Regions from separate parts of the Mus musculus genome. Here region 1 is linked to region 2. The links are chromatin contacts, called in public Hi-C maps. All regions are on one chromosome and are shown on one strand. The core of a region is the stretch at or near the end of the contact, and the rest is flanking DNA. Distances in the headings are between cores, read along the strand shown.

Region 1 (3,723 bases), core at 66-2,565, 120 kb after region 2:
TCAGCAAAGTGTGTGTGTGTGTGTGTACACAATATAGCTATATGCAATGTTTCCAGAAAAATGTAAAGAAAAGACAGGGAGCCATGGCTGAGTTCAAGGAGATCATTCTCGGGGACACGGGGAGTTTGGGGACAGCCTAGGACAGTCTTGGAAAGGGGGTATGGATGTTGAGCAGACAATTTTCCAAGCAAGAAGACCCCAGTTCAGATTCCCAACACCTGTGAGGCTGGCTGTGCCGGTGCACATCTGTTACCATGGCACCATGGGAATCAGAAACAAGAGGATGCCTGGGATTTACTGGCCTGGCCAGTCAGACTAGCTAAACTGGCAAGATCCCTGTTCAGTGTCTCAAAGATCTGAGAGAGAGAGAGAGAGAGAGAGAGAGAGAGAGAGAGAGAGAGAGAGAGAGAGAGAGAGAGAGAGAGAGTCACAGATACAAACACACATACACACACACACACACACACACACACACACACACACACACATATATACATGTTTGTAGTCCACATCTATCCTGTGCTAATGCCTGTAATCCCAGCACATTGGAGATAAAAGCAGGATCAGGAGAATCTGGAGTAAAAGCCACCTTTGGTCTAGCCTGAGCTACATAAGACACTGTCTCAACAAACAAACAAACAAACAAACAAACAAACAAACAAACAAACAAAAGGATTCACATCATCCAGAGGGTCATAAATTGTGACCTTATAAATTTTAGCTTGTTCAAGGAAAAACCCAGAGAAGAGCGGAGAGCCGCAGCCTAATCCTTCAGAGTCAGCTCAAGAACCGCTCCTTCCGGTGGTGAAAATTTGAGAAATTTGAAAATTATGAGACCAATATTGGTAATTCCCTAAGAGAGTCTACCAATCGTGCAGGCCAGGCCTCAGCCATCTGCCTACCCAGTTGGCTTAGTTTCTCTACCAACTGTTCCTTAGCCCACCCAGACTCTCCCAGGGAAGTTCAATTAAGCCGTGCCTTGATGGGATTTGTTTTTCCAGGTCAAGTTACTAGGCCTAGGTTTCTCTGTGTCCCCTGGGGTTAATTCTGAATTAAATCCTCATTAACTCTTTCTATAGAGTAACCTCAGTGCATCCCCTTCTCTTCCATCCTCCCCTAACCTCCATGTCAACACCAATTTCAGTTCCTAAGACTCGGGAGAAATATAGGGAGCGCAGACCACAAAACTTGTGGCCTCTGGGACGAGTCTGAACCTACTGGGCTGAAAGCAAAGGGGTAAGATGGGGAAGGCAGCTACCAGGGACTTCTGGGGGTCTTTAAAAATGTCTCACAGCAATGCTCCTTGCCTCTGCCATTCAAGGACAGGAAAGACATTCTGGCCTGGCTTCCCTTAGGGGAGCTGATGCGGAGTAGAGTCACTTGTGCTGTAAGTAGGAGGAACCTGTTGTCTCGGTTTTGTTGGCTTTGGGGTTCTATCTCCTCCTTCTGTATGGTTCCCTTTCAGGTAGCCTGGGCTGCGGGAGACCTGGCTATAACACAAACCCTGGTCCTAACTTGAACTGTACTGTGGAATATGCTCTTCTCTCCTGCTTGCTGCTTTTCACTCCTTTTCAACGTGAATCTATCAGCATCTTGCTCTTGAGACAGAGTGAAATTTGGAATAATGTTTATAGAATGACCAGTTGTTCTCTTGTTCTTACATTTTAAGTAGCAAACAACAGCTTGCGGCAAGCTTCCTTGGTTAGATGGCCTTTACTCTTTTGTGGGATGCGTAGGAATTCAGTTGGCAACTTTGCTTCCAGATGTGGAAAGAAGTTCTTCCTCGTTTCTTGGAAAGTTAAACGGGTCTATTTGATTCACAGATGGAGGTCAGAGCTGTTAAGAGATTAACACTGAGGATGTAAGCAACATTTTGCTGACTAGCCAAGTATCTCCCCTGCAACCCCCAGTTCTCTTTACCCTGCTTTGCCATTCCCTAGCAGTAAAACCATAAAAAGCATAGTATTCTCAGAAGAACTCCTTGGTGTCAACTTTGACCCAGAGTCACACTGGAATGCTGCTTTATATTTTCTTCAGAGTTGCTTGTAGGATCTGTGTTCAACCCATTCATACAGATCAAAATTTAGCACTTAGGAATCCATCTGTCTGATTAAATTAGTTCACTTTGTACTCATTACAGTAAAAGCCAATCACCCAAATGTCATTTATTGCAACCTGCCTTTGCCTTTATATGTGTTGAATATTTTTAGACTTGATACCCAGTTCGACTAAATGTCCATTAGATGGAAGCTTGAGTGATGCCTGCAACTGTGGCTGAGTCTGCTGTGTCTCAGTGACGTTGGATATTTGTTCCACTGTTTGCTTTGGAGAGGCGTGGGTGGCTGAATGGAGGACACATTAATGTCACGCTTGGTTTTCTTTGTTTGAGGGAGATCTTATGGACCAAGAGCATCTCAGCCCCAGCATCCAGTGCTCTGGTGGCGCTCATGCTGTCCCCAGAGGTCTCGTGTGTATTCTGAAGGTTTGCTCAGCCGACTCTCTTCGGTTCTGACTTGATTCTTTCCAGCAGGAAATTGCATCTGCCATCCAAGCCTCCTCCCTCCTTCTGCTTTAAAGTTGTGGAAGCTGCTGAGAAGATCACTGACTTCGGCCACACTTAGGGAGTTCACAACACCCTCCAAGTGAAAGGAATTGAGAGAGGCTGTTCCACAGCTCTGTCGATAGGGTACTTGCCTTGAAAGATTTTCGAATTCCCGGCCAATGCACCAAATAAAAGACCCCCGAAGTGAGACCCTTACTCAGACACTCAAGTCCCGGGACAGCCGCGTACCCAAGAAGACACTGAGACCATACATAAAATGTAGAAGGTAAGATTTAATAAGGCAGCAACATGAAAGCACACAGACCAGAGCTCTGGGGTCGAAATAAAGCAGCAACATGGAAGCACACAGAGCTCTGGGGTCGAAACTCATACACCTTAGCACAGGGTAGAGGAGTCTCGACAGTCAGCCAAAATTTTTCACAGGCTTATATAGTAAAACTCAAAGGGGGAGAACTGGGCAGGAAAAGTACAAGTTTACATCACTAGGGAGTTCTGCCAAAGGAATCTACGTAACTAAGGAGTCATGTCCTATCAAGGAACCTACGTAACTAAGGAGTACCTGGTTCATTTTGAGGTTGTTCCAGGAGGCCTTTATCTCAAAAATGTTCTTGGAACAGTTTTTAGTTGGGAGGGTTCGAACTTTAGGGTGAGGAGTTTTGGGGTGAAAAGTTTAGGAGTGTTCTGGGAACAATCTCTAGATGGGAGGGGGTGGGCTCCGAGGTAAAAAATTCATGTTCTTACAAGAGGCCAGTAATTTTTCATTCTTCATTCCCCACTTCTTCTTGTAAGTAATTCTAATCTTAGAATTTCAGAAGTCTATATCTCTATGTGGAGAATACTGCATTTACTCTATCTTTAACATGGGAACAAAAACAGAATAAGGCAGATTAGTAAACAGAACTAGGCAGGGACCCTTCTAGTGAGGCTTGAGGGTCTCAGCATGACGCAGGTGTACGCAGATCAGATCTTTAGCTGGAACTGGTAAGATGTCCTTGGGGTACCCAGCTCGTTCACTGTAGCCAGTTGTGACCAGACTTCTTTCTGCACCACCTGTAAGCCTTATAACTTAGTATACAGATCATTATTATAACAACATAGGTTTAAACACATTATTTAAGACAGTGATGGGCATAGGAGCCCCATAAAGGATCTTAAAAAGA
Region 2 (3,362 bases), core at 359-2,858:
AAGGCTAAACACTTTCTGAACTTTTCTAACACATAATGCAGTAGCAAAGAGCAATGTCTAACGTGTCTTTCAAGCAAGAAACATCTATCTCTTCCAGAGTTTAGTGAGTTTGCAAGAGCCTCCTAGTCATTTAGATGAAGGCATACTGCACAGAGCTGGGATTCTATTACTAGCTCAGGCACTTGGAATTTTATTAGAGGCACTGTACAACTCTAAGCTCCAATTGGCTCATCTCTAAAATGGACTTACAGGAATTTATTTTACTGAACCCTGGAAACCAACTTAAACTAGAACTAGTTCCCATGAAACAAATCTCTAATTCCTTAATGTAGTTACCTAAGTCCTCCATAAACTAACCAGCATCTACTTCAACCAAACTAGTGAATACTTCACTTTCTATGCACTTTCTCCCTTCTTGACCATAAACGCCTTGTGATCAGTTTTCTCATTGGTTGAGAAAATTCTGATCATTTCTAGAGCCCATTCAAAAGCCAACTCTGCACAGAACCTTCAACTATTCCTCTTACCCCTCCCCTAGGCCTGTAAGTCAAGTAAGTCACAAATTCTTCGTAAAGTACTTCCTTGGGGCTAGGATTAGGCTTCTAGGCCCAATGCTAAGCAATATCTAAGCCAAGACCACTCTTTTTTCTTTAAAGTCATTTAATGGTATGTGAACTAGGATAAATCTGGAAAAGGCAAAACCCAAAAAGATTTAAAAGAAAAAAAAAAGACACAATAAAACGGGGGACGGGGCTTGAAAAATTCTGAGATCCAAACCCAGTCAGTTTCACAGCCGGACCTTCCTGCTCACCTCGCCTGTAAAGGAAACTTTGGGACTCGGGCCCGAAAACTTTTCTCGAAAGGTGGTCACTTCCTGAGACTTAAAATATCTTCTCCTCTGGCTCTTTGGGTTCCTGTCTTAAGAAATAAGGCCTCGAGCGGGAAACGGGAGCGAGATATCCGCCCGGAAAAGGCAGCCTACAAAGTTTTAACCTCGGTGCTCCACCGGAACCGAGAGGGGCCTCGCAGGGCACCCTGACCCCTCAGCCGTGAGAGCCGAGGCGGCTATGTGTGTGAGGAAAGGAATGCCGGGGCGGCCGGGCAAACTAACTCGGCATTCAACCCCTTTCCGAGAGGACGGCTCAACACGCTCTCCATTCCGAAACGCCGATCACCGTGGGAGACAGGCCTCGCCGCCGCCCTGAGGAGAGCCGAGGGAGACCAAGTCTGAGGATCCAGAGTCCTCGCCGGCTCCACAGCTCCGGGACGCCTAGGCCGGGCTGCTCCACATGGCGGCCGGCTACAGCTAGGCCGCAGGCCCGGCTTCTCACACAGGTGTGGGTTCGGCTTCCTGCCTCAGTCCTTAGCCCTAACTCCAGCTCAGCCTCTCACCTCGTCCCCGGACATGGCTGTAGTTCGAGCGGGTTCGGCAGGGATGAAAAGTCAAACCGGTCGGCTTCACGGCCCGGAGTCAGCGTAGCTCCCACCGATACTTCTCACAGCACCGCACTAGGCTCTTGCATCAGCGAAAGGGAGCGACACCCCGCCCTCCTCTCAAACGTTGGAAGTGCGCCTGCGCAGAGCTCGCCAAAGCGCAGGCGTACAGTAAAGCCAACCTTACGTGCTTCTCGTGGCGCGAGTTATTCGGCGACTCCCCGGCGCCGGGCATACTGGGACTTGTAGTTTGGCTAGAAAAGACCGGCGCTTGTGCGCTTCGGGAGTTTCGAGGGCGTGCACGACTGTTTTAAACATGTCAGGATGTTCGGGTTCTTGTGCTGCTGGTTACCTAAGAGGTTCGAAAAGTGCTGTGTTGCTTGTAAAGTGAATTTGGGGCCATTTTTCAGGTTTAACTTAGTGGAAACCCTAATATGAACCCGTGGAGCTGAGTTCACGCTTTCCCCTAGAATCGGTCTAGTATTCGAGGAATGCACCTCAGTAGAAGCGTTTCACTTCGTGAGAAGTTTAACCTTCTAGCTTTTTACTTCAGAAGATTCTTCCCTGGTTTTCCATAGTTAGACCGAGGAACGAAGCCGTCCTCTGAGGAGAAACAGCCCAGCAAGCTACAGTCTGTCAGGAAGCTTCGAAATAGTCTTAACTAGCTCAATAAAGGGGCTATGTTGAGAAATGTGTAGAGTAGGTAATTAACTTGTTGACGAACTTCATACCATATAAGTAAAGACACTACAACGTCCTAGGCGATATAATCATCTGGGACTATTAATTATGTGTCCTTTTTTGACTAAAGCTTCCTTATATGGTACATGACTCCTTGTTTATGGAGTCTTTGCTAGACAATTCTGGATGTATCATCTATTTTCCCTGGGGAGATACAGCTGCCATTTAGGAAGGCCTCGGAGTATGCGCTTGTAGTTAAAAAACAAAACAACAAAAAAACACCTGTGTTTGTAACCACAGGGAACTGCAAAGCCCCACTGTTTGAAAGAATGCTCAGCTGGGGCGTCAGGTGATCCACTCAGGTGACTGAAGGGACTGCTCAAGTAAGTAGATGCTATCAGGAGATGAGAGTAATTATCAAGTTTTTAATGCTTCTTGCATAAAAAGAATCAAGTGAGGATTAATCTATGATTAGTGAAAAAAAGCCCTCACGTTAGAAGAGATGGGGAAAGTACTTAGTGATTTTTGTAGTTGGCAAAATGTTCTTCTTGATTGATTTTTGTATTCATACCTGATTACTGAGTTTGTCTTTGTTTTGGTCTACTGGAATTACAAAATGGTCTGTCTGAGCTGGGTGTGGTAGCACTTACCATCCTAGCTCTTGAGAAGTAGAGGCATGAATATCAGAATTTCATAACCAGCCTGGACTACATAAGATTTTATCTTTTTAAATTAATCAATTAATTGATTAATATACTTTACATCTTGACCACAGTTTCTTCTCCTCCCAGCCCCTACCCCCCATTCACTCATCCTCTATTTCTCTTCAGAAAGGGGAGGCCTTCCATTGATATCAACCTGCCCTGGCATGACTCGTTGCAGTAAGACCAGAGGCATCTTATCCTATTAAGGCTGGGTGAGGCAGCCCACCTAGCCTCTGGGAAAGGATCCCAGAGGCAGGCAACAGAGTCAGAGAAAACCTTGCTACGCTCTCTGGTCGAGTCAACTGGACAAGCCGAAAGGCTTAAAAGTCACTCATGAGGCAAAAGAGTTTCAAGGAAGCTCTCCTCCTGGAGTCTAGTGTTCTCTACCCATACATTAATTTTTCATTCCCGAGTTCCATTACCGCACTAGTCTAGAGTTGGATCCACGTGTGCTCTCTTTCAGTATTTTCCTATAAGTGCTCTGACATGGCTAAAGCCTTCCGCCAGTGTTCCAACAGTCCAAGGGCATCCTTGACCAAGATC

Evidence for each region. A called contact is a pair of places that touch in the nucleus more often than the background predicts.
Region 1: a Hi-C map of uterus shows a contact between it and region 2, with 3 times the contacts expected there. The contact joins the promoter of a here to the promoter of Eif2s2 in region 2. A contact is called at or near these places in 3 of 39 promoter capture datasets (cranial neural crest, frontonasal cranial neural crest and second pharyngeal arch cranial neural crest), 1 of 484 Hi-C or Micro-C datasets (uterus) and 5 of 115 datasets of contacts at active chromatin or transcription factors (bone marrow-derived macrophages, effector CD8 T cells, embryonic stem cells and 1 more).

The regions. Positions count from the first base shown.
Region 1 is chr2:155,012,255-155,015,977 of GRCm38.p6, forward strand. a (nonagouti) reads left to right here and starts at 1,316. Exons shown (of 4, transcript NM_015770.3): 1 at 1,316-1,387.
Region 2 is chr2:154,891,298-154,894,659 of GRCm38.p6, forward strand. It overlaps Eif2s2 (eukaryotic translation initiation factor 2, subunit 2 (beta)), which reads right to left and starts at 1,609. Exons shown (of 9, transcript NM_026030.2): 1 at 1,393-1,609. The coding sequence starts at 1,407.